Linked DNA regions of Mus musculus: regions 2, 3 and 4 are each linked to region 1. The links are chromatin contacts, called in public HiChIP or PLAC-seq, Micro-C and promoter capture Hi-C maps. All regions are on one chromosome and are shown on one strand. The core of a region is the stretch at or near the end of the contact, and the rest is flanking DNA. Distances in the headings are between cores, read along the strand shown.

Region 1 (6,513 bases), core at 2,551-5,050:
TGACGTTTTCAATATAATTTATAGAGTTTCACCCCTGCTTCCAAATAGTATCTTTATATATTCCAGATTTATGTAATTTTTAACAATTGCAACATTGTTAGTGTGTAGTATTAGTTACAATATTGAAATATCTTCTGATAAATATTTGGGCCATTTCCACAACTTTTCCCTGTATTTTTAAAAAAGATTTATTTATTTATTTTATGTATGTGAGTATACTGTAGCTGTACAGATGGTTGTGAACCTTCATGTGGTTGTTGGGAATTGAGTTTTTAGGACCTCTGCTCACTACGGACAATTCTGCTCCCTCAGTCCCTGCTCGCTCCGGCCCAAAGATTTATTTATTATTATAGATAAGTACACTGTAGCTGACTTCAGACACACCAGAAGAGGGCGTCAGATCTCATTACAAGTGGTTGTGAGCCACCATGTGGTTGCTGGGATTTGACTCAGGACCTTCGGAAGAGCAGTCGGGTGCTCTTACCTGCTGAGCCATCTCGCCAGCCATATATATATATTTTTTGGTGTCTCCTCTTGTCCATGTCTCCTGGATCCCAAGGTCACCCACCAATCTCACATACTTGGAATATCAGAATCACCTGGGTCTGTTGAATGGAGACTGCAGGGATTTCTGGTGTAGAACACTCTGCCGGGGGCATGCCTTGATTGGCAGGGCTGAGTAGTACACACAGGTGGCACCTCTCCCCAGTACATCTGGAGGGTGGCTGAAAAGAATTCCATCCATGGTAAGACCCAGGCGTGAATAAATGTGAATCAGACAGAGGGGTTTCAGGTAGTTTGAGAGGCCCATGCGAAGAGCTGGTGTCTTTAGTTAGGGTTTTTTATTGCTGCAATGAAGCACCATGACCAAAGCTAGTTGGGTGAGGAAAGGGTTTATTTGGTTTACACTCCCACAGCACTGTTCTTCATCGTCATCGTCATTATCAGCACCATCGAAGGAAGTCGGGACAGGAACTCAAGCAGGGCAGAGGCTATGGAGGGGTGCTGCTCACTGGCTTGCTCCCTATGGCTCAGTCAGCCTGCTTTCTCAGAGGACCCAGAAACTCCAGCCCAGGGATAACACCATGCACTAATGACTGGGCTTTCCCCTCATCAATCACTAATTTACAAAATGCCCTATGGCTGGATCTTATGGGGGCAGCATTTTCTCAGTTGAGGTTCCTTCCTTTCAGGTGACTCTAGCTCATGTCAAGTTGACGAAAGAAAGAAAGAAAGAAAGAAAGAAAGAAAGAAAGAGAGAGAGAGAGAGAGAGAGAGAGAGAGAGAGAGAGAGAAGAAAAGAAAATCCCATCCAGCACACCTGGGGACAGGAAAGAGGATGTGAGTATGGGAGAAATGGGCCAGGGACACCAGGCCATAGGAGGCGGGGCACCAGGAGTGTAGCTTTTATCTTGTGGCTGAAGAAGCCACTGCAGGAGTTGCTGAAATTGGGTTCTAAATGAAGCAAGAGTGAGAAGAGGGGACTTTGGTATTAACTCAGGCAAGAGCCAGGGATGGAGAGCATAGAGAACAGGAGGGAAGTTCAGAATCCATCTGGAAGGCCGACTCGTTCCCCAGTTCATCTCCCCAGCCTCTACTGATTGCATTTCTGCGGTGGCCACCAACATCTTATGAAGTGTTTGTCTGACCATCTCAGAGCTCTGTATGACTCAGAGACACAGAACTGACAGAATGAGTGTGTATGTGGTTGCGAGCCTTCATGTGGTTGTGAGGAATTGAACTTAGGACCCCTGCTCACTCCAGTCAACCCTGCTCTCTCAGTCCCTGCTCGCTTACTATAAATAAGTACACTGTAGCTGTCTTCAGACATACCCAAAGAAGGCGTCAAATCTCATTATGGGTGGTTGTGGGTCACCATGTGGTTGCTGGGATTTGAACTCAGGACCTTTGGAAGAGCAGTCAGAGCTTTTACCCGCTGAGCCATCTCGCCTATTTTATATTTTTATATAAATTGAATATTATGCAGCTTGCACTGCCATGCTAACTACTCAAGTCTGGTCTCTTAGTTACTGCTCTATTGCTGTCAAAAAGCACCACAACCAAGGCACTCCTTATAAAAAGGAATCATTTAATTAGGGGCTCACAGTTTCAGAGATTAGTCAGTCCATCATCATGGAGGGGAGCATGGTAGCATGCAGGTGGACAATGTCTAGTTTTAGACCCCATTATAAGGGACCAAGGTGCATATTTTACATAGCTAAGCAGACCTGGCAACTCCCCTGGCCTCAGTCCTTGGGGTCAGTGAGCTCGCGGGCAAGCAGCTTCCCAGTAAACCTGGCTTGAATAAGATCTAATCTGGCTTGATTCGGCTCATTTCACTGGGTAGCTTGAGCAGTTGGTGTTAATTTTCTTCCAGAGGTGGGAGGCCAGCGTGGCCTAATCCTGGCTTGCAGATGGCTGCTTTCTCACTGTCTCCTCAGATGGTGGTGGTGGTGGTGTATGAAAAGAGATATACATATATACATGCACACATACATAGGAGAGAGGGGGGAGAGAGAGGGAGAACCTTCTGTCTGACCTGATTGGCAGCCACCTTTAATCCCAGCACTAGCATGATCTCTCAAATAGCTCTCCTTGGTATCTATTGAAGGACACCAATCTATGAGATCCAGACCCCACCTTTATACCCTCACGGAGAGGCTCTGCTTTGAAATCCATACCAGCTTGGTGCTAGGACTTCACATGTAAGTAACTTGGAGGGTGGGCGGCATAGTTCAGTCGCATTATGGAGTCAAAAGTATTCGACTTGTCATGACTGGCGCCTTCCTAGGCGTCCTCGGTGTTTGTAGCATGTGTCTGAACTTCATCCCTTTCTGTGGCCCAATTAATGCAGGACTGTAAGACCAGAACTCCCCCCCCCCCTTATATCAGTTTATGGGCATCCGGGTGGTTTCACTTTGAGGAAGACAGGCAGCCCCTAACCAGTAAGACCAAGATCAGATTCAAAATTTGCAAGGGGTCAGTACCTAATGATCTCCGTACCTTTTATCAGGTCATGGGGGGGGGGGGGGGTTGGACTTCGGGCTCCAGCAGCTGAGCCCCATCTGGGTAGTAGGAGGGGACTGAAAAATGACCCAATCAGTTTAAGTCCTCCCCAGGGAGGTTACACTGGGTCACGGTAATTTAACGATGCCAGAGATGTTTAGCGTCACAGAAACAGGTAAGAGGATCTAAATCCTTCAACTCCAAAATCTTTTTTTTTTTTTTGAGGGTACCAGGGCCTCGCACATACTTGGCAGGTGCTGTCTCAACCTCAGAGCTACACTCCAGCCCCCAAAACACTTTTGGTCAAGTATTGATTTTTTTTTTTCCGAGACAGGGTTTCTGTGTAGCCCTGGATGTCCTGGAACTCACTCTGTACACCAAGCTGGCCTCGAATTCTGAAATCCGCCTGCCTCAGCCTCCCAAGTGCTGGGATTAAATACAGCCCGGCAAAATATTGATATTTAATAAGGCAGAAAGTTCGTGCCCTGAAGAAACGAATGCTAAGTTTTCAGACCCTGGAAGTGTCCACTCGCACTCACCAAGAGCCTCAAAGGGCTTTCCCTTTCCGGCACGCATCCCGCCTGCTCCTCATCTGATCTCATCCCAAGCAACTACCACGAAGAGCCACCGACTGCGCACGCGCCGCCAGGAGGCCCGCTAGAGGGCGGGGTCGACCTCGGTGAGCCTGCGCAGTAGCAGAGCCTTGGGAGCGCGCGCCGCGGAGGCGAGGCCGGCGGAGGCCGGAAGGAAGTGCGGAAGAGGGCGGGGCTAGCGAGGGAAGCCCGCCGGTTCGCAAGACGGCCGTCGCGGCCTGATGACGTTGCACAATGGCCGGCCCCCGCGGGTAGTGGAGCCCGTTTGTTCCGCCCGCGTCGTGCCCAAAGCCGGAGCCAGTGAGGAGCGAAAAGGCTGAGGAACGTCTCGTCCACGCTGCCCCCACCACAGCGGAGCCGTGGCCGCCTCCCGTCTTCGCGTTGAGGTAAGCTGGGCCGGCGGGCGGCGGGGAGAAGGCCGCCCCAGCGGCGGCGGGAGCGAGGCCCCGGAGCCCGGCGCCGCCTCCCGAGCTCTCGGGCGCGCCCCCGGCTGTGCGCAGCCGCGGGCCGAAGCGCGGGCCGGGACAGCGGGCAGGCGCGAGCCCGCTGCGGCCTGGGACGTCCGGGCGGGTGCCGTGGCGCGCCGCGGTCTGCCGTGGTGAAGTTGCTTTTCCTGAAGCTGTCATTTTCCCTTCCGGGCCACTCGGCGTGGCACATGTTCGCCGCCCACAAAGGGGAGCGGATCGCGCAGGTTGGCTCGGGAGGAGGCCCGCTTGGACTCTCGACGGGCTCTGCAGGGAACTTTGAACTCTCTGGAGCCTCCTGCAACTTGCTCTCGCAACTTCAAGCGAGCACAGGTTGGACGGACCCACTGTGCTCCAAGAGTCCCGGGTCGCTTAGGAAGTGTGACCTCCTCGCCTCTTGGACTGTGAGCTTAGAGATGCCATTTCTTTAGTGTAAAGTAGCCAGGCGATTGTAGTGCTAGAAGGAAATTAAACTAAGACCTATAGTCTCGCCCCTACTAGATACTTAGTTTCCCGTATACTTTTGACAGCTGAGTTTACCGGGCACAATAGCTGTTTCAAATGAGCTTTTTCTTGGCACTTATTAACAAGAGTAATCTTCAGACCCATTTGAGGGTAGTAGAAGAAGGCATTTGTTTCTTCTTCATCACATTACCTATCCCAAGGCAGAGGTTGAGATTCTCTGTCCCTAGGCTAGTTCCCATTTCCCAGCCCCCTGAGAGGAGAATGCGAATGATCTGAACACGTTTGAAGCCAGCCAGTTCTGGAACCAATCAATATGTCCCCAAAGCTGAAACTCCTCTCTAGTCGTAGATGGGGAATGCTCAAACATTTTAAGAGCACTTCGGATTTACTTCCTGAACACTCAGCAGGTAAGTTTGCTTTGCTCATCTCCAAAGAGATAGCTTGTCATCTGCAGACCATCCCAAGGAGACCATCTCCTTACCGAAGAGTTTTTGCAGAGCTTAAGTCACTTTGCGGGTGGTGTTTTCAACATCCTGACATTCTTGCTCTATACATGGATGGAGCTATGAATAAGTTTTTTTAACCAGGCATAACAGAACTTAGACATCAACATAGGCTCTGCTCTGCTAAACTTCATCTCCCACAGCTGAGTATGGTGGCCCACACCTTAATCCCAGAACTTGGGGGGAAGCAGAAGCGAGGGGGTCTCTTAGTTCCAGCTAGCTTGGTCTACATAGTGAGTTCCAGGACAGCCAAAGCTACAAAGTGAGACCTTGGTTCAAAGGAAAAGTCGTTTTCCAGAAGTTGTATTTGTGTGTTATCGAGCCTCCTTAACAAAACCTACTTGGAACACGTTTCTCAGTAGTAGGCCAGTCAGTGGTGACCAAGTCTTTAATCTCAGAACGCAAGAGGCAGAGGCAGAGGCAGGTATATCTCTATTGGTTCGAGGCTAGTCAGGGCTACGATGAGAAACCCTGCCCCCCTCCCCAAGTCATACCCCATGTTTGCCCAAGAGTTGTTTTAACCTGAATTGGTAAATTCACCAGGCCAGGCTATTAAGTAGCTTGTAGCAGTTGCTGAAAATGACCCAGCTGTGAGGAGACCACGACATAACTGTTCTGTCAGTAGTAGAGTGGTTGGAGTCAGTTTGGCCTTCCTGAGCTGCTGCTGACACAAGAGCAGAACGCTGCTCTGGAGTTCTGTTACAATGTTTTACAAACAGGCAACTTTATTAGATCTCTTTCTAGTATGCAACAGGTGGTTCCTGGATTCATGGGGTTTTGTCGTTTAGTCAAGCATTTTCCAGTATGTCAAATGCAGCTGGGGACAGAGATATTGAAAGACTGTCATTCCACCCCTGAACAGGTTCACCATTGTGGATAGGAGGACTAAAGGTTAGTTCTAAACTTTGTGAGAGTCCTGCACTACTGGGTTAGTGGGTAAGAAGATTGTAAACATTGTAGCTGGGCTGGAGGATCCCCGGATTCACAGCTTATATGTAGCACATGAGTTCCCTGCAGCCAGCAGAGGGTAGCACACAGAATTAGTCTTTTTTTTTTGTTTTGTTTTTGTTTTTGTTTTTGTTTTTGAAGACAGGGTTTTTCTGTATAGCCCTGGCTGTCCTGGAACTCACTTTGTAGACCAGGCTGGCCTCGAACTCAGAAATCCGCTGCCTCTGCCTCCCGAGTGCTGGGATTAAAGGCGTGTGCCACCACCACCGAGCGGCAGAATTAGTCTTAACAGAGAATACTGATACCTAGAGAGACAGTGGACCTTTTTGGAGCATGGCTGGAGATCAGTCCCTCTACTGATTTCCCAGTATGGGCTTTTGGAAACAAGATCCCAACTTATAACAGCCTTCAAACAAACTATTGGAGTTTGTGTGCTGCAGTTAGATGGACAGAGTAATGCACAGTGCAAGAAACAAGATTCCTAACTTAGAGAGGAATTCTGGGGTTTGAACTACCAGAAAGGAAGAGAGAAAT
Region 2 (6,513 bases), core at 1,788-4,287, 500 kb before region 1:
TCCCCACTCTTCCTCCTTCCTTCTCTGTCCTCTAGAGAAAAAAAGGTCCTAGATCCACGCTGCTCTGAGAGGAGACAGAACAGGCAGTTTAGGCTCTTGGCACATTGCAGCAGACATCAATTTTGTCCTAACAAGGGATGGCCAGGCTGGGAGATGCCCAGAGCCTTGTATTTCCTTCTCAGAATACCAACAGGACTTGTGCTGCTTCTGGGTGCCTCACAACCGGTGACTCCTGGCCCTAGTGAGTCACAGCTAGGTGTTCTGCCCAGCTGGCTTTGATGGTCTTAGCACAATATTTGACTTGAAATGTGTGGGGGCACGCAGGGAGGTGTGTGTGTGTGTGTGTGTGTGTGTGTGTGCATGTAGCGTGTCTTATTAGAATGAGTGTTCTCAGCTGGAGAAAACAGCTGCTACTTCAGGCCCTCTGACCTTGACCCTGTTGGTTTTCTTTGAGCAAGAAAATGCCAGGACACCAGCAATTTGTAGACAACCATCTTCCAAACTGCTTCTTCCAGAAATCAGACCCAAGGGGGAGCCAGCTGAGAGTGGGATCTACCCAGCGCCTGACTCTTCGCCTCTCTCTTGTCCGTGACCAACGAGACAAATGTTGGCTGATCTAACTGGTTTTCTTTTTCCTGGGAGCCAGCCTAGAACAGGCCGACAGGCACAGCTAAGAGCCTGGGCTCTGGGAGCCAGCCTAGAACAGGCCGACAGGCACAGCTAAGAGCCTGGGCTCTGGGAGCCAGCCTAGAACAGGCCGACAGGCACAGCTAAGAGCCTGGGCTCTGGGAGCCAGCCTAGAACAGGCCGACAGGCACAGCTAAGAGCCTGGGCTCTGGGAGCCAGCCTAGAACAGGCCGACAGGCACAGCTAAGAGCCTGGGCTCTGATGCAATCAAGCACAGTGATGGCAAGGTGTGTAAAAGCTCAGGAGGTCTTAAACCAAGCCTAGATGAGACCAATGCTGTGGCCCACTGAGGGGACTGCTACTCACCCTCTGCTTGGTTAAAATGGCTCTCCCTGATCACCAGCCTTGCAGAACTGCCCCCATGCTATAATCCCACGTACGGGCAGAAAAGGGGAGTTGGCCATACACAAGGAGAATCCCCACCCATTCCCGAATGTCCCAGGGCCCTCAGATCCTTTGCTTTAAGTCTGCTCATAAAGCAAGCCACCCAGGGTCCCTCAAGGAGGCTCTCGAGGTGCCAGCACATTCGCCACATTCGCCTTCCTTCCAGGCACTGTCTTTGGAACACTTTCTCCGATGGAGTGGAGGATGCTGGGTAGAGGTCCCACCAGTCTGTCTCTCTGTGCCCTCCCAGCCTCACCTACCAGCAACCAACCCTGTCCGAGTCTGGCTGGGCTGACAGAATGCCCGCTCCGTCTACTGCTTCTCACCACTGTGGGTCACCCACTTTTAGGGTCCCTCTGGTCCGATTCTCTCTGTTTTAAATGTCCTTGAGATGCTTATACCGGATGAAGCCAGGCATCCCCATCCCAGCACCGCAAGACCCCACCCCCTTTCCCTAATCCTGCAGAATGCTCTTAATAAATCCTGATTCCTTCTCATTTCACAACCACCTGCTTAATTAATGCCTGGAGATGTGGGGGATGGCTCTGCAGTCTCCAGCTGGGCTGGCCCCTCATGGTCCCCTGCAAGCTGTTCAACCCAGAGCTACCAAATGTGGCTCTGGCTCCCCACTTTCTCCTTCTTGTGAGCTCCTTCAAGACCAGAGGCCTGCACAGCAAATCAGTTGTGCTGGGATGTTTGTGGAGACAGGTGTTGTGGCTTCAAAAAGGCCATGTCCACTGGCTCTGTCCTATCTACTCAGGATGCCTCAGTTTCCCTGTCTGGCTCATTAACTGTTGGTAACAGGCTGAAGGTAGTGCCCAGCTCACTGCGGGCTAAGTGGCAGTTTGCAGATGGGTGTAACACAGCCAGGGTTCAAGTAAGACACAAGGTTCAGGTCAAGTACGTTGAGGTCAACAGAAGATGGAGAAACCTGCAGCTAACCTGAGGAAGACAAGGCCCCTTGCCTTCTCTAGGGACAGAGCTACCAGCTCAGTGTGGTGTCCCCCCTGTGGTGTCCTCACAGGGGCTGGAGGGCAGTGGGCTGGTGGCGCTGTGGGGGTTTGCAGAGCACCTGTCTCAGCTCCAGGAGCCTCATAAGATCACTGTACCAGGGACATAATCACTTGCAAGCCCTGTCGTTGCCTAGGACTTAGCGGAGTCCTGTATAGGCACAGGGGCAGCATGACTGGGTGGGGAAGGGAACAGGGATGGTGTGAGCAGGGAGGGTGGGGGCTGATAAAAGGCAGGGAGTGTTTGGGTCTATGAACCTCAGAGATGTGCAGATAACTGAATTTCTAGCTTTACCAACAGGGAAGGATGGTATGGGCCACCACCATTTCATTTGCCTGTGGACATAGCTGCCCCACCCGTCTCCTAATAGGGAAGTGGGGGGGGCAGTACTGTATGTATGTGACAGGCTCACCTCAGAGTGGCCAAGTGTTCAGGTACCTCTGCTGGGCAGTTCCCAAACTGCTTCAGGATGTCAAGCTAAGAGCCGAGAAGGTTGCCCAGGGCCTCAGCTTTGGGCTTATACACACCTGCCATCAGAACCCTCTGCTCTTATAGCTACTCTCTGTTCAGATAGTGATACCTGGAAACTGATGGCTGGCCCCGAGGACCCGAACAGTACCCAGTCCCTTGGCTAGCAAATGTGACTTGGAAGACAAGACCCAGTAGGGGTTCTAAGACCTCAAGGGTCCCTCTGCCACAGATGCTAGCCTAGGGGCCATGCTAGCCTGCAAAGAGCAGTGAACCCTAGTTTCCAAGTCTGACCTGTCTATGAGACAGGTGTGTGTGTGTGTTGTGAGATGACCTGGCATCACTTAACTTCTTGCTGGGCTCCTTTCCTCCTGCACCTCCCCTCAGATGGTGCTCTCAGCACAGTTAGCCTCACCATTAGCCTACTGGTTTCCTCTGGGCCAAGCCCCTCCCACCTAGAGGCTTCCAGAAACCCTCTCCCTCTTGTGACCTTAATGTGTCCCTGGCCCCCTGGCTTCCTTCCAGCCTTGTCACCCTCAGGGGTTGGTGAGCAGAGGAATGTATGTACGGCTGTGAGACTTGGGTGGGCTGGGAGGAAAGATGCTTCCTACACAGGGAATTTGGCACAGACCACAGAACACAGTCAGCAGCTTAGAATTCCAATAGCTTTTAAAAAAAACAAAACCAACCCCCCAAAAAAACAAAAAGCCTCACAAAACAGCAGACCTCTGTACCCCCCCCCCAGTCTAATGTAACAGGCTAGCCATTAATACAATAGTAAAAGACATTATAACCACAGCACTATCTCAGGTGGCACAGCAGATGGACCCAGTGTGGTGGGTCAGACACTGACCATTGAAAGGGGCCAGGTAGGGGTGTCTTTCAGGGCAGTGACATGTTAGGATAAAACCAAAATAGAAAGCACTGGGCAAAATGGCGGTGGTCGGAGCTTGATTTGAAAATAAAAACCTACAGATGGGCATCCTCAGAACATCACAAACAGGAATGACAGGGCCTTCTCAGAGAGCCTGGGTCAGCACCATGAATCCCTGCCCTTTAACCCAGGCTGTATCTGGGGACACACCCCAGGATGGAACTGGGTCCCTGCCCTCATTTCCAGGGAAGAGACCCCAGTTCCCATATCTGGGAGAACCTTCAAGAGGCACTCTGACCTTGACCTTGCTTCCTCACCCCAATGAAAGGGAACCCCAGAAGCACAGAGGAGAGGTCAGGGTGGCCAGTGGTAAGTCACCACTATGTAAGAACTGCATAGTAGCCATTCCAGTAGACACCCCTTCAGGGAGGCCATGGTCTGAGGCAATGGCAGAGGCCAGCAGGGGACGCACATCCTGAAGTCCCTCCAGCAGATCAGCTCCTTCAGTGATGTGCTGGCTGGACCCAACTGTCTCACCCAGAGCACAACGGGAAGGCTGCAGGATGGTCCCACACATGTAGCCAGTGGCTTTCATACTCAGGGAGCTGGAGTGGTCACACCACACTGGTGGCAGAGAGCAGAGGGGTGCTTGGTGCCTATTTTTCTGAACAATGGCTAAGGGTGGGGCTGGAGGGAGCAGTAGTGACTTTGACAGAATGCTACTAGCAGTCTCAAGAACAATGGGGACAGACCAGGTGCTTGGGGGTGGGGGTGGGGGTGGGAGAGCCATGGTGCTGGTCTGGTTCTAAGAGAGGTGGGGCAGGGCGGGGAGTGCTGTGCGTGTGAGAGCCGGGGCACTGCTGCATTGTGTGCACAGAGCACAAGGCCCTGCAGCGGACAGCTAGGTGCTGTTAGGGTCATGGCTGCAGAGATCTTTCATATGGAGCCAGGACTTCAGGGCGGCGAGAGCTGAGCTCTACATTTTCAACCTAACAAGTGACCCACACAGTAGAGCTCTGTCTCATGAGAAAGGTTGGGGTTCCATCTCTAGGGTCCCAGAAAACTAAAGTCCAAGCTAGCATATGTGTCGTCCATCTGTCAGTCCAAGTCCACAGTGGAACAGGTGATGTGCAAGTCTCAGTAGTTCTTCTGACCTGGTGACAGTGATGCGGTCCCCTTGAGGCACTCTATGCTACTGAACGACAGCCTTGGGAAAAGAGCTGTGGCCAGCAGTTCCCACAGGGCCGGACTGTGCGGCCACGGCATCTCCTGCTCCTTGCTACCCTGTTTTGTTAAAAAATAATCATCTCGCTAGTGTAAACTTGACCCAAATGCACGCTACAAAAACCAAAACAAAACAAAAATCACAGGGGAGAAAGCCTGGATGTGGCAGTCCCCAGAAAGTCAGAAAGTCCAGGCCTCAGGTCCCAGCACGCCTCATACTGGGTGCTGTGTCTGCATGGACCATGGACGGTCACCTTCTGGGACCAAATCGTACCAGTTTTCTTTCACAGCCACTGTGGACACCTGACGTTTGAGGGACAGTGGATTGTGTTAGGCGGCTGGTGGTGCTCACTGGAGCTGTGGGGCTGACAGGCCTGGCCGCTGATCTTCCAAAGGAGAGTTGTCTGGAGCAGGCACAGCGCGGCAGCACCCAGGACACGTGACTAAGTCTCCTGAGGTACCACCTGCATCAACTTCTGGCAGAGCACCGTCACAGAGACTGCGGGGAGAGGGAGGACAGGAGTGAACTCAGGGTGGAGGATCGGGCGTGAGCTCTGCCCGCCTACTCTCACCAGTCCGTTTACCCTTTTGAAATCTCAGGTGATGAGGCTGGACATGGTGAACACACGTCCTACGCCAACTGGAATCAGCCAGAGCTGGGCGCCTCAGATACAACTTTTTCAGGCTCTATGTTGTCAGGCTACCGTGTCTGAGCTAGTTGCCAGTGGTGGGGTTTTTGCCAGTTCGCAGGGCAGCTGGCCACAGAATGCCTGCTAAGACCAGCGAGGGTGGGACCCCAAGTCTACTCCCTGTACCCCCATGACTCTCAATGTTGGCCCACACACTAGTGTGCAAACCCTTGGCTTGCACCACGAAGCCTGAGGCCCAGCATGAATGATTCTCTTGGTTTGTAGGGTGCACATGGCAGGACCTACGATCCCTCATCCCTGTTGTTCCCGCCCTGACTGGTATGGGCAGTGGTGTGCACACTTACAGATAGCCTGCAGAATCCACTTGGGCTTGTTCTTCCACCAGACACCAAAGAAGTAGACAGGCAGCCCGCTGAGGATGATGGCGAAGCCAATGCCACACTCCATGGGTGTCTTCCAGAATGACACGGCAATGAGGAAGAGGCAGGCCAGGATAAAGAACACCGGGAGGGCCAGATTCACCTGGGACACAATGGCGACATGTAGGCCACCAGGATCTCCTGGTGGAGAGTCTCCTCCACACACCCATGGCCCGTGGACACAGTGGAAGGCTCCCACCTCTTGCCCTGTGGCTGGCGTGTGCCCTCGAGCCATCATCTTCTTTCGGGTCTGCCTACCTACACCTCCCTAGACCTTGGGCCTTTGCCTTCAAGTGGTTTAACTGCCTCCAGCCGCCCGCCTTGCCTGTCTTGAACGGTCATGGGCCTGTGGAGGGCAGAAGCCTTGTCCTGTTCAACCCCACTCTGACCGCAGTACACAGTGCTGAGCATCTAAGAACTGGAAACTCACCTGGTATAGGTAGGAATGAACACAGCTAGCCTGCTTTCTCTTGAGGCTTCCACAGGGCAGCAGAGGTAGGCTCTGCAGTCCTCACACCAGGCATGGAAACCCTGGCTGGAATACCCACCTATGGCCGCCTAGAGAGCGAGTGGCAGGTTGGCCCTTCTGGGAAGAACCTGGCTACCCACCAACAAGCAAGGAGCCCTGCCTTCTCAGAGGGCCCTTTGTGGAGATAAAGGCTCATCCCAAAGCCACAGCTTGTAACTAGCCCAAGCAGACAGGCTTCTGGCAGAGCAGCCTGAACACTGAATAACCCAACAGACAGAGCTGGGCTTAGGCCAGACTGCTGTCCAGAATCCCACAGTCTTAAAAATG
Region 3 (6,513 bases), core at 2,134-4,633, 350 kb before region 1:
TCCTGCCCGCCGCTGCTCTTTCTTACGTCTGAAAAGAATTGGCACTGCTTCAGAATGTGTTAGGGGAGCTGCAACCAGTGAAGCCGGGAATGTAGCAGTGCCTGCTCCTCGTCCTCGTCTCTGGCGTGTCAGTCTGTGCTGTCCCTTGGGGATCCCTGAGGTCAGCTGTAGGCTAGCTGGCGTTGGCTGCCGGGAGATGAAGGGTCTGGCTGTTGACCTGGCGTCAGCTCTCATGTCACTGCAGTCAGACGTTTCCACATCCAGAGCCTGTTGGGAGAACCTGCAGATCAGGGCTCTGTTCCAGATGCGGGGTGAGCAGGCAGAGTGAAGGGAATGGAAGTTCATCTTTGGGAGATAAGTGCAGACTTGCCCCTGTGTGCCATGCCATGGTGGCCTGCATTGCTGCATTCTTTTGTAGCTGAAGGCTTGTATCTGCCAGACTCCTCCCTGTAGCAGCGGGGATCCCCAAGAAGACTCACTACTTGGTTTTCTTGGGCAGCCAAAATGTACCCTCGTCACCCAACCCAAGCTCATCGATGCTGTCCAATAGCTGGGATCTGACTCAGGTTTTTATTATTCACCAATTTAACATTAAGGTCAAACCTCAACCTGTGCGGTTGATTCTCTTGAAGCACTGCTAGATGCCAGAGACTGGAATGTGCTTGATTCAGGCATGCAGCGGACCTTCCTGTGCTCATTGTGATACACCACACATTTAACATTTGTAGTACATACCTGTTGGGTTCCTCTGCAATTGTCAGTCACAGAGCAAGTGGTCCAGTGTTGCTGGAGTCTCTGGAGCCTTGTTTGTGGGCTGTGTGGTTAGATGCCATGTGTCCTCCTCCCTGCCCTGCCTGCCATCTCTGGCTCCCAGCTGTCTTCCTACAGTGTCCTTGTGGCTGTCATAGCTCTCACCTGAGAGTAGCATTACCAGTGACACCTTACTTAGCTTGTCTCATGTAGCTCTGGCTGGCCTCCAACTCACTTAAATAGCCAAGGCTGGCTTTCAACTCTGCTTCTCCCTATCAAATGCTAGGATAATCAGCCATCATGTGTGGCTTAAAGGTGCTTGTTTTGTTAAATGCCTCGGAAACTCCTTCTGGTGCTGGAGGCAGACTCAGGAATGGCCCACACAGCAGAGCAGGTGTTTGTCTTCCCCTGTTGCTGGAGGAGGAATGGTCACTAGTATGACAACTCCTGAGAGTGGACCAGAGGCCCACGGGGCAGGCCCAAGAAGCATGGCTAGAACTGGACACTTTGAGGGACGGCCAGGCCTTCCTGGCAAGTACCCTCCTAGTGAGTATGATGATGGCACCCTGACACGTATCTTGATCTCTTCATCACAGCAGCCAGCCAAGGTGATGGCTCACCAGCTCCTCCCTACAGCTGAACCAGATGTGGTCAGATCCCGTAGCCAGGATCCAGGCCCCACAGCCTCCTCACTGGGAGACAATTTGTAAGCCAGGCCTGGTAGCTTCTAGTCTTTGAAAGCCATGACTTTCTAAGCTTTTTTCCAGCTGGGAATCTTGCTTCCATTCATTGATTGGTTGGTCAAGTTACACCTTTGTCTTAATATTGCAAATTCAGGTTTTCCTACAGTATAACACCTCACGTCTCAGCAGCTTCGCGTTTCATATAGAAAGTGGTTTTCTTGGCAGTGCTGGTAGGACAGCGCTGCTGAGCAGGGAGGGTGTTGTTTGCTACAATCAGCACAGCAGAGTTTTCTGGGAAACTGGTTCTGTGATTGCAAGAGTTTCCTTAAATGCAACTGCAGCTACTTTAAATTCATCATGGAGGAACCTGTAAAAATGTAACATGATTGGGGAACTGGTTATGTCATAACTCCTAACTTGGGGTTTCCAAATGTGGCCTGGCTTCTGAGTTACCAGGAGATAGCAAACCAGGCAGCCACAGTGTATCAGCACCTCTCCTTTTCCTACCTCTTCCCCACAAGGTGGGATCTGTGGCTTGACAAGTCCCTGCAGAGCCTATAGCCCCCATTCTGATCTCTTCCAGTCGTGGGGCCTGTGCCAGAATCCCATTCCTGTCAGCGGTGACTCAGTGGCCCAGGCTAATCCCTCCCAGCTTTGGCCTCTGGGAGGAGACACACTTGATCTGCCTGCTGGAAATGAAATGATCCAGGTTTGTAAGTGTTTCTTGTCGGGAGATGTGGGTGGCCTGACCAGTGTTTTCCAGGGACCTTGAAAGAAGGGTCAGGTCAGAGCTCTGGACAGCAGGCACGTCCTGCTTGCCATAGGTCCTTACAGAGCCTGTGCCACACACTAAGCCCAGGCTTACAGAGGCTGCCACAATGACTGCCACTGTCTATGCTGAATCCCACAGAGGCCTGAGGCTAAGAGCTTGCTTGGGCAGCCAGAGACATCAGAGTGGAGGTGCATGTTAGGGGTTTGGCATTGCTGACAAGGTCACTGTGAACAGGCATGGACTTTACATGCAGATGTGTGCATGTGCACATCTATGACCACATGTGTCTTAAGACATGTGTATAGGCATACGAAACAATTGATGGCATATGAAGACATATGGCTTGATGAATGGCCATTAAGTCAGGCCCATCTGCTGAGCTTGGAGCCTTCGTCCCACGGAGCCTTTCATTCTTGGAGACAGGGCCATTCTGCTATTGCAGCAGTTCTGGTGTTTGTGTCCTTTCCTTCCTTCTGAAGCTGCTGCTTCTGCTGTTCAAGGAACCCCCCCCCCCTCCCACTGCCTGTCCTTGGGTTACCCTGGTGGATGGCCCAGGGTAGGTCAGGGGAGACAGCCAGGTACACGTGGGCCAAAGATCCTCCATAGACACTGTCCTGTCTGTTTGACCTCAGGTTCTTGCAGTGAGACTAGGAAGCTCCGGGGACTCAGATGCTGTGTGGGAAATGTTCATCTGTCTGTAGAGCATGGCTTCGCTAGCCTGCAGGGTTGGCAGAGAAGCATGTGGGACCCAATAAGATCCACAAGAACTGCTGAGTAAAGAGAGCAGGAGGTATTCTGGGTAAATGCAGGGGAAGAGAGAGCCCAAGCTGCCCTGCCTACCCATGAAAGGTCAAGAGTCTGGAAGAGCCAAGGCTCTAACCAAGTCTGCCACCAATGGCCGTCCCCAAACAGGAGCTCTTGCTTGCTCTTTCCTAAATATAAAATTCTAGGTTTTGTTTCACGTTGACCTGCTTGGTCAGATGAAGCAGAGCACCAGGCCTGGAGAAATGTAGTTCTGAGCACAGACGATGACCTTGCCTACAAGTCAGTGTGAAGGAGAAACCCAAGGGCTCTGTCAGTGACTCTTAGAAGACTGGATCATTGTACTCTGTTCAGGCTTTTCCCTCTGCAAGGGGCCTAGCTTAATCTAAAACCAGGAGCCTTTACTGTCAGCCAGCTGTTGGGCAACTCAGCATCTGTTGCCCTGCTCTGCTCTGAAGAGGGAGGGTGTGGCCAGTAGCATTGTGCAGCAGCTGTGCCAGAGTGGGTGTGGAATAGGGAACGCTGAGGTTTTGGGGGCAGAAGTACCAGGCAAGTGTTTATGTGGACTTTTGAGCTTGCCTGGAAACCAGAGCCCAGATGTGTGTTTGCACACCCTCTTTCCTTTTAATTAACCTGAGTTTAAGCACCTAGAGAGGGCCGAGGGCCAGCTCCCCTGTGTTTGCATAGCCCACTGCCTGTCACCATGGCCCATGGAGATTCCTGTCCTCCTATGCCCAGATGTTGACATACAGAAAAGCATCAGTAAGCAGGTTCAGGGAGGTGTGTCTGGAGGGCTGTCTGTGTGCAGGGACAGGCTGTCACTGCTGCTGCTGTCTCTTGACTCTTCCCTGAGCAGAGTCTGTCAGGTCCTCCATAGGTGCGCGGACTCACACTGGAAGTGAGATGACCCAGAAGCCACTGCACTCTCCAGGAAAGAGGTAGAGCGACCACTTCCCAAAGACATGCCAAGAGTCCTTAGGAAAGAGCCACTTCCTGATTCTGTCACTGCAGCCCATCTGACGGAGTTCAGCAGCAGTTGCCAAGGGGACAGCTATATTCAGTCTTTTGGCAGTCATTTCCCCAAATAGTTCTCACTTTTTCTTAGCTATTCAAAAATGTTAAAAAGGGCTTTTCAGTCATTAAAAAAAGTACCCCCCCCTCAATATTTTCCCACTACCGTGAACCTGAGTGTGTTTTCGTTTGGCAGACCCTCATTAGCATAAGAGACACTGTCCTCGATTGCAGTGTGTCCTTTAAAAAGGCACATGTCATCTGACAGCACAGCTCTTCTTAGAAGTTGACTGGGTGTTTGTGCTGCTGTCTCTGCTTGTGGGGAACCACATGGTCTTCTCCATACCAAAGGGTGGTGTGCCATCATGCCACAGGAGCCTCCAATATGGGCATTCCGTCCACTGCTGTTCTTGCCTGCCTGGGACTGTACAACACTGATGAGGGCGGGGCCCATGGTTCCTGGCAACTGTGAAGGAGCAGATGGAGGCTCTGCATTGCCTGCCTCGAGCCCCCTGCCCAGTTGTGTGAGCACCAGGTGTGGTTTGTGGGAAGTGAATCAGTGGTAAGAATATCCAGGGCTGGGGTCACCCCAAGGGTCACCCTGAGTTTAGTCCCTCCTCCAGGTCCATTCTGAGGCAGGGTCACTAGTTATACAGGGTCAGGATGCTGGAAGGATGCAGCTAAGAAGGACCGAGGGGTCTGTTCTGTAGTGACTTGCTCCTGGTGTCTCTGCTTATACCCTCCCCACAGCCTGTTTACCTCTCACTCTCCCCACCACAGTAGCTCTTCCCTTCTCTCTCTCTCTCTCTCTCTCTCTCTCTCTCTCTCTGTCTGTGTGTGTGTGTGTGTGTGTGTGTGTATACGCACACAGAGGTGGATGGTATCCTCATCTGTCTTTACCTTTTTCCTGAGACAAGCTTTCTCACTGAACCTGCAGCTCACTATTTTGGCTAGGCTGGATGGTGAGCTAGCTCCAGCAATCTTCCTGTTTGGGTTACAGGCTAGCTCCAGCAGTCTTCCTGTTTGGGTTACAGGCATACACAGCTGCCCTTGATTTGTGTGGATGCTGAAGCTCCAAACTCACGTCCTCATGCTTGCATACAAGCAGTCTACCCACCGAGCCATCTCTGCAGCCTCCCTCTCCTTTTGCTTCTCTATCTAAAGTTATTGGCTCCACATGGGCTCTGTCCAGGGCTTTGTTAAGCTCTTCTGCCGTCTTCAGTGTGCCCGTGCAGGCTTCAAGTTCTAGCTTATTTGTTTTGACACGGGCTTTAAAAGACTAATGCCTGTGTGTCACAAGGGTGTTTCTGCAAGACTTGAGTGTGAATGTGGCATATTTCATGACAGTCGAAGACTCAACACTCACATAAGCAGACGTCTCTCTGCACTGGGCAGTGAGGCTCCATTGCACTTACATCCATGCTGCAGGCCTGGGGGCCTCCTGCTGCTCCAGGACCTGAAGAGGATAGGGGTCTGCTGACCCGAGCTCCACTGACCAGCCTGGCTTTGTCCCCAACCCCAGGTACTGCAGGGTGCTCAGCTCATAGCCGTGGCCTCTTCAGACCCTGCTGCTACAGGAGTAGATGGGTCGCCTCTCCAGGGCAGTGACATTCAGGTTCAGTATGTCCAGCTGGCGCCTGTGAGTGACCACACAGCCGCAGCGCAGGTGAGTCCTGTCCCTCCCGGTCCCACCAGCCTCCCTAGTAGATACTGAACTTGGGCTTGTCTGACATACCTGTAGACCCAGGAACCCTTGTCAAGAGGCATACAGGTCTGAATCAGGCGTGGGGCTTCTGTTTACTCTTAACTCCTGAGATCAGCGTCTGTGGGCTCCTCTGATCTCAGCCCAGCAAGAACAGGTGACCTGGTAGGAGGAGAAGACTCTACAGTGGAGTCTGTTCCACAGGTCAAGTCTCCTTACCTTGTTCTGCACAGCTGCTGGCACAGGCAGCTTTCCTGGACTCCTTCCTCTGCGGCCTAAGCCTGGTGTAGTGAGCAGCGCAGGCTCTCACAGGGTTCCGCTCACCTGAACTCGAGAATAGGGCTTTGGCTGTAGGCTGCTCAGGATTTTACTTCTCCCAGGAGCTGTTGAAGCCTGTCTGCCTCAGGCATTGGAAGGGCTTACGGAGCTGCTAGGCCAGGCATCTGAGGAGAAGGCACTGTGGAATTCCTTTCCTGAAGGCCTCGGAATGACATCTTCCAGGTTCTCAGAGAAGGAACTTGGGCCTAAGTGAAGACTTCCCATCTGCAGGCCTCAGCCATGACCCCCATCACGCCTCAAGACACTTCCTTCAGTGTGCCACACAGCTGTGCATAGCTGCCCACACCTGGGCTGCACTCCTCCTCCTCCTCCTCCTCCTCCTCCTATTTATTTATTTATTTATTTATTTATTTATAAACTGGCTATGGCCTCAGCCATGCCATCCTCAGTAGGGAGAGTGGAAACTTTTTTGTTTATCTTTAAAAATCAGAGACTTACATGTACAGCAAGAGCTGTCAGGTGCCAGCCATGTGAGACCTTGGCCTCATGTGGTG
Region 4 (6,513 bases), core at 2,380-4,879, 300 kb after region 1:
TCTCTGGTCCCTCACAGTTCCTCCCCTCTAGGGGATACAGCTGGTCAACCCTGATACACACAGAATCTGCATGGCTGTTAGCCAACTCATTTGTTGGGTCAGAACTCTGGGGAACCCCAAGGGCCCATCAGCCTCTGGCATCTGAAGAACCTCTCTGAGTCTGGAAAGTGGGTCAGTGCCGTTGGACTCCACTTTGAGTGGGCCAGTGCTGGTCTCAAAGGTGAGGTGGACTTTCCCCTGGGTTGTTTCTGTCATCCACTTCTGCACAGCATGGAGAAGGCTTTTAGCCTACAATGGCAGACACTCTCTATGACCAGCTATGTAGAGGCAGAGTGGGCTCAGCAAAGCTCCACTATTGGCCACCTTCAAGGGACTGTGTATGTGTGTGTGTGTGTGTGTGTGTGTGTGTGTGACACTACTCAGTGAATGTGGATTTATCCTGCAGTGAGTGTGTATCTTTTGTAATAGTCAAACACTGTCTTGGTGGTTTCCAGAGGGTTTTGAGTGACCCGACCCTCCCATCCCCCCTACTGAGTCCTATGAGGTCTGAACCAGGATAGCCCAGCTTCACGAAGGCCCACCCACGACGTCAGCAGTGTGGCTGAGCAAGAACTATGAGGTGGCTATTCCCCACTTGCCTGAGGCAGCCCAGCAGAGGGCTCTCCACTCATAGCACCGACCCTGGTCACTTGCAGCCCTTGGGACAGACTCAGAGTTCTTAGGATGCTGAGGAGAAGACCTGACAGACATAGGAAGGCTCCAAGGACACAGGCAAGAGAGATTACAAAGCTGGGAGGGTCCGGGCTATCATCAAACTCACGCCACCAAGTCTGTCTGGTTGGGCAAGAGGATCTGTTTTGGACAATGAGCTAAGTTCTGAAGATCATAGTCACTGCTAAAGAAAATGTTGTGACCCTGCTGTGTGGCAGGCAGACCTAAAGTCTGGAGGGCCAGTGCAGGAAACAATGGCCAACCAAGGAAGATCCATAGGGCCAGTCCCCTCGCCCCAGGCATGGCCAGCCTAGCAGCCTGCAAGCCTCTTGTCCTGTGCTGGATTCCATGCGCACCCAGCATACACATGCACACCCGAGCAGCCATGAATGAGCTAGGAGGGTTCTCTTGGTGGTTGGAGGATATCTAGATCCATCTAATTCACCACCATCCCACTGGCACGTGGGAGGCTGAGAATGAATCAGAACCCCCCCACCCCCAAACCCATCCCGCTTACAGTGCAGGAGGGGGGAGGGAAGACCATTCCAGAAGGTGGTGGGAAACACCTCTCCCGACACACCCTCCTGTCTTCTGCATCAGAAGAGGCTGAAGCTAAGCCTGGTTCTCCATGGTGGGCAAACCTACTGGCTCAGATCTTGTGGCCCAGTGACCCAGCCTTGCCAGCATTTCCAGATCTGCGTGTAGGAAGGAAAACGAGTTTCTTTCAGTCACGCAGAAAGGAGTATATGTGGAGCGCAATCAGAGAGATTTCCTGGAGGTGGTAACTCAATTACATGGATAACCCGGTAACAGAGGAAGAGCCAGACAAGGACCTGAGAGCTGCTTGGACCACCCAGCAGCCCCAGAGCATCCTGCAAGGAACTGTCCAGGGGTGTCTTCCATATGCCAGCTCAGGCTTGGCACACAGCAAAAGATGGTGGTGTGCCAGGTACACATGGCCCTCCCTTTCTCCCCTCTCATCAAGATCACAGTACCTCCCGGGAGGGTGGATTCCGCCAGAAAATCAGTCCTAACGTGATATTCTCCCTCCCCGTGTCTGTCTAGCTCCCGGGCAGCACCGAGCACCACATCTGTTCCTTCTGTTCGCAGGGTTCCTCCTTTCTCTGCTTTTCCCTCTCAATGCACAAGAGTGGTTGTGCCCCCCCCCCAAAAAAAAAACAGTCCCAAATAGCGGCATTTTCTCAGCTTGGTGCTCTAACTGTGGGCTCCCAGTGCCAACTGGGGACAGCCACATCTTCTGACTTCCGCCCTTCAGTGGACCAAGGTGGGGTGACATCATGACCCCAGTGTAGCCCCCATCAGGATCCCTCCATGCACAAGACCAGAAATCTCTCACAGGGCTTTCCTACTTCTTCCCAGGCCAGGAGCCAAGTGCATTCTGGCCGGGTATGGCTGAACTCTCTCAGACCAGCCCCTGGGGTCTTAGGGAGATGAGAGAGTCCCAGTCTTGAGAAGTTTCTGAAACCTTCCAGCAACTTGCAAGGGCAATGCCAGGGCAAAGTGACCGCTCCCTTTGTCTTCTGCCAGCCCCATCCTCTGAGTGGCTGCCTGGGAACCTCCTGTTTCTGAGCGCCGGGAGGAAGCACACACCCAGCCAGACATAATGAAGCCACATCCTGGCCTCAGGATAGGAGGGACGGGTGTGACAGTTACTGGGATCAACCCTACAAACAGGAGCATGAGATCGTCTGTTATTTTGAGGAATTGGGCTCTGAAAGTCAGCTTTAGCTCACATGATCAGATAGTTCTATTCATGGAGCAGGGGGGTAGGTCCAGCCAGCACTGTGGTCAAGAAGCCCAAACACACCAAGTTCAGGGCCATGAGTTGAAAGGCAGCGGCTCAAAGCCAGGAGCTGCCAGCCTGGCTGCCTTCTGCTCCACCTTAGTCAGCCCGACTCCGGCTGAATTCCCAGCCATCTGTCCCTCCGCGGTGCTCACACCTCCTCACACCTCCTCCCCGCTGTTCCCACAGCCTGGCTCTGGGCCTGCCCTACACACAGATGGACCGTTCCCAAAGCCTGTGAGAAGGATCAGAGCCGGAGGCTGTGCCTGCACCTGGCTGTCAGGACCCCAGGGAGGGCGGTCAGGATCCCCTCCCGACCATCAGGAAGGATGCTCAGCTCCATGGCCCTAATGGCTGATCCAGGGACCAAAATAAGAGGGGGAAGGGCTAGAGAAAGCAGCAGACCCTCTCCTGCCAGCACTATCTCCCAGGAAGGTTGCCCTCCCGCTACTCCAGTCAGTCCCGAGCCCTGTCATTCAGGCTACCAGTCTTTGTCAGGAGACCCGGCACCCCAGGGGGCGCTTGTGGGTGGTGGTTGGGGAGCCCATACTCCCCCACCGACTCAGCTCCTACCTAAAGATGAACCACACACACTCTGGACAGGTCAAGCTGTCTGCTCACCTAGGGTGGCTGCAACTCAGTCAAATGAGTGGGCAGAGTTGGCTCCACCCTGCCGTGGGCACGAACTTTGTAAAGTGGAGGGGCTGGAGAGGGGGTGCAAAGCGAGGACCCCCGGGACGGCAGCAACCGGCAAAGTAGGGTGACAGCGGCGGTGTTGAACAGGGCAGGGGCGGCACTTACGGTCTGGAGCTCCAGGGGACCGTAGCTCTCTCGCAACCCGGCTCCCGAAGTGGCTTTTCCTTCTCACTGGGTCGCCACCTCCATAACTTGGGGGCGATCCGTACGCTGTCTTCTCGCGCTGCGCGGGGCTCAGGCGCGCGGCGGGGTCGGGGCGCGCGGGGCGACCGCCTGGGCCATGCCGAGTGCGTTCGGCCCCCAGCGCGGGAACAAAGCCCGCACGCTGCCCGGGTGGTTTCGGCCTCGGCGGCCGCCGGGTCCAGCCGCCGTGCTTTCGGCTCTGCTGCCGCGCGCTCGCCCGCGCGTCTCACCGAGTCCCGCGGCCCCCGCCCCGCGCGCTCCGCCCCCGCCTCCCGCGCCCCGCCGCCGCTGCGCCACCTGCCTCCAGCCCGACGCCCATCGCGCTCGCTCCGCCCCGGGGCGCCGGCCGCCGGAGAGAGGCCCGGTTCCGTGCGCCCGGCGCCGCCCAATGCCCAGAGCGGCTCCCGCCTCCACCGCCCGGGTGGCCGAGGGGCCCCGGGACGCGCCCGGCGGACTTGGCTATGGGGTCCGACTCAGGACGTAGGGACCTCAGGAGCGCCAGGCCGCGCGTGGGACCCCCGTACGGATGCAGGAGAGCGGGGCCGTGGAGTGGGAACGGGCCGAGGAGTCCCAGCGCGTAGCCAGTGCGTGCGGCGCGGGGCAACCCGGTGCGGGGCGGACTCCTAGCTGTGCGCCCCCGCCCCGCGCAGGCCGCGCCCCGGGAGGGCGGGCGAGCTGAGCGCACCGCACACACCCACCTCGGAGCAGTCGCAGCCCGACGGCGTCGCTGCTCCCGGAGCCGCGGTGTCTACTCCGGGACGGGGAGGCGGGCGCCCCTCCTTCGGCCGCCGCACCCCCCCTCACCCCCTTCGCAAGCCCTTCGGGGTACCCGGGCCACCTGCGCGTTCTGCCGGCAGGGGGCGCGCTCCACCCGCCGCGCTCGGCCTTGGTCCCCAAGGCGCCAGGCGACCTGCGGCAAGTGGGCTCAGGATCCCGCTCTCCCCACTGCCATCGGGGCCGGCGTTCGCATATGCTTTGCATTCGTTTGCATATCATTCATTTTAATGTCAACCTGAGGAAAAGCCCCCAGCCGCTGCTTCTGCTTGTCCGCGTCCTACTTTCTCTGCTTCCTCTGAGCCTGCTCCCCACCCACTTTACCCACTTTTCCTCGAGGCGCCTTGCGACAAGTCCCAGGCGTTCCTCCGGTTGGTACATTTGAGCAAACTCGCTGCACTTCCTTCCTTTCCCTTCCCAGTTTTTCACTCACTCACACTTTGCTTCTTTGAGACTAAGGAGAGACCCAGGGTCACCGCCTGCAGAGACAAGGGGCCAGAACTTCAGATCAGCGGGGGGGTGGGGGTGGGGGGGGCTTGATTTTCATCTCATTAGGCATACATCTGCATGTGAAGGATAAAAATCTAGCAATGTGCCAAAATTAAATAAATAAATAAGTAAAAATACCCTCCGTTTCTTTCCAGGCTTGCTGTAGTGGCTTGGTTTTCCCCAGTTGGGGTCCCTCTCAGGGGTTCACCTCTGCCTTCTTGAAAAAGCGTTCCTGCACGGTCCTCCTGGGGTGGGATCTGGGCTCCTTGGTTTCCCGGATCTCCCTCTGTGGAGGATGCTATCTAATCCTAGTCTGACACCTATAAAACTGTCCACATTTTCAGATCTCCCTGGCCACATGTATCAATCTTATAGAGGAGTGGAGGGTCCCGAGCCCATTTCACAGAGGAATGTGGATCTAGAAGAGTTGGCTATGTGGCTTGAGACCGCAAACTTTTTATCCCAGGCATATGGACACCAGCTGTGTGGCTGCTAGTGTGCTGTGTACACCGAGAAAGCAAAGGACAGTCCTCTTCAGAGATACTGTCGTGAAGAGTGGCCCCGGCAGAGTGGCCTCTCAGCAGACCTCGTAAGCCAGTCTCTGGGAGCTCAGCCTGAGGCAGGAGTGGGACCCTCAGCTTGAGCTGCAGGTTTACCCACCTCGTGCTGCTGGGTGGCATGTCTGTTTTGTGGTAAGTGGCCAGTGTGTGGCTTGAACTTAAGAAAGGTGCTCACAACCTCTGTTGGAGGTACAGAATTCAATGTGACAGGTAAACCTCTCAGCTAGGAAGCTCTCCCAAGAGAGAGCCATGGCTGCTGCACAGGGAGGAGATGGTGGGGGCCCTGAGGGCTGCTTTGTATGGAGTGGGCCGGCCCCACTGCAGCATAGTCACAACGAGTCCTGACAGCCGTTGTCCCTCCATTTTTCCACCAGCTGGAAAGACATTTCCAGAGCCCATTTGTTACCCACTTGGTCTCCCTGCTACTTTATGAAGAGCTGGTTCCCTGTGGAAATGTCCAGGTCACAGCTCTTCGACACTCTCATGTTACCTTATGGAAGCTCTCAACCCACACTGTGTATCCAGTCCATCTGCAAGACACACGCCTTCTCAGAACAACAAAGAGTCACCAAGCACCAGGGATCACGTGGACACCTTAGAGGCAGCAGCCGCTCAGGAAATCAGGTGCCGCCTGAAGCTCTTTATTGTCTATAGAGACCTGGGCTTGATTCAATTCAAAGGAGCCACTTTCTCTTGCTTATGGCAGTGTGGCTTTCCCCAGTGAAGTCAGCTCTCTACCTTTATCTGGTCCCTGCTTCCCACGAGGCTGTGAGAGGGGCTGTGCCTGCCCGAGCTGACAGTACAGAGCTCACAGTACAGAGCTGACACCAGACTTGCAGCTGGGGGCTCTTCTTAGAACAGAAGCCCCTTTCTCTAAAGAAAGCAATCTCAATGTCTAACACTTCCAGCTACACCTGGGTTGTTTCTGCTATCCTCACCCCCCAGAAGGGCAGCACCTCCTTTTCTCACGGCTCAGGGTGACATTTTGACGGCGGACACCATCATTAGACATTTAACTAAACACGCAGAATACGAAACTCAGACTGGACCTCACTATAAAGGTGAGTTTTGTTGAGTCTCTGTCCACTCCTTAGTTACCAGTGCCCTACACCAGGGACACTATCCATGTTGTGCAGACCCAGGGACAGCTCTGCCTTCTGATCAATCTTTCTATGAATCTTTCTATGAATCTGCTTCAAAAACTTGGTCTATTTATTTTAAAAACCCCGGGAGACAAAAATATAGATATCAATGACATTTTAAACACCTTATGTAAATAATAAAGTGTATGTGCCA

Evidence for each region. Promoter capture Hi-C pulls out the DNA fragments that hold promoters and counts their contacts. A called contact is a pair of places that touch in the nucleus more often than the background predicts. HiChIP or PLAC-seq counts read pairs in DNA pulled down with a chosen protein or histone mark.
Region 2: a contact with region 1 is called in a promoter capture Hi-C map of embryonic stem cells, with 2.6 times the contacts expected there. The contact joins the enhancer-like site here to the promoter of Zc3h18 in region 1. A contact is called at or near these places in 3 of 39 promoter capture datasets (the 3T3-L1 cell line, embryonic stem cells and liver) and 4 of 115 datasets of contacts at active chromatin or transcription factors (the NIH/3T3 cell line, embryonic stem cells and pancreatic cancer cells).
Region 3: a contact with region 1 is called in an H3K4me3 HiChIP or PLAC-seq map of bone marrow-derived macrophages, with 2.4 times the contacts expected there. The contact joins the enhancer-like site here to the promoter of Zc3h18 in region 1. A contact is called at or near these places in 6 of 39 promoter capture datasets (the 3T3-L1 cell line, cranial neural crest, embryonic stem cells and 2 more) and 3 of 115 datasets of contacts at active chromatin or transcription factors (bone marrow-derived macrophages, embryonic stem cells and neural tube).
Region 4: a Micro-C map of embryonic stem cells shows a contact between it and region 1, with 12 times the contacts expected there. The contact joins the promoter of Cbfa2t3 here to the promoter of Zc3h18 in region 1. A contact is called at or near these places in 1 of 39 promoter capture datasets (neutrophils) and 1 of 484 Hi-C or Micro-C datasets (embryonic stem cells).

What each region holds. Positions count from the first base shown.
Region 1 is chr8:122,372,816-122,379,328 of GRCm38.p6, forward strand. It overlaps Zc3h18 (zinc finger CCCH-type containing 18), which reads left to right and starts at 3,801. Exons shown (of 18, transcript NM_001029994.1): 1 at 3,801-3,985. Gm39270 (adenomatous polyposis coli protein 2-like) reads right to left here and starts at 4,269. Exons shown (of 2, transcript XM_030243895.1): 1 at 3,546-4,269; 2 at 476-725. The coding sequence starts at 4,256. The coding sequence ends at 3,618.
Region 2 is chr8:121,877,949-121,884,461 of GRCm38.p6, forward strand. Slc7a5 (solute carrier family 7 (cationic amino acid transporter, y+ system), member 5) reads right to left here. Exons shown (of 10, transcript NM_011404.3): 9 at 5,643-5,820; 10 at 3,198-5,147. The coding sequence ends at 5,092. It overlaps Gm26812 (a long non-coding RNA gene), which reads left to right. Exons shown (of 4, transcript XR_879277.2): 4 at 1,238-1,570. Among named protein-coding and RNA genes, the nearest start is that of Slc7a5, 26 kb to the right of the region's middle. Within about 2 kb of position 3,038, at least 8 of the 459 cell types and tissues checked have an H3K27ac peak or open chromatin away from gene starts, as enhancers often do. A contact at or near this core is called in embryonic stem cells, where this site is marked.
Region 3 is chr8:122,018,503-122,025,015 of GRCm38.p6, forward strand. It overlaps Banp (BTG3 associated nuclear protein), which reads left to right. Exons shown (of 14, transcript NM_016812.4): 12 at 2,017-2,142; 13 at 5,501-5,644. Among named protein-coding and RNA genes, the nearest start is that of Mir7237, 44 kb to the left of the region's middle. Within about 2 kb of position 3,384, at least 78 of the 459 cell types and tissues checked have an H3K27ac peak or open chromatin away from gene starts, as enhancers often do. A contact at or near this core is called in bone marrow-derived macrophages, where this site is marked.
Region 4 is chr8:122,674,546-122,681,058 of GRCm38.p6, forward strand. It overlaps Cbfa2t3 (CBFA2/RUNX1 translocation partner 3), which reads right to left and starts at 3,630. Exons shown (of 12, transcript NM_001109873.1): 1 at 3,317-3,630.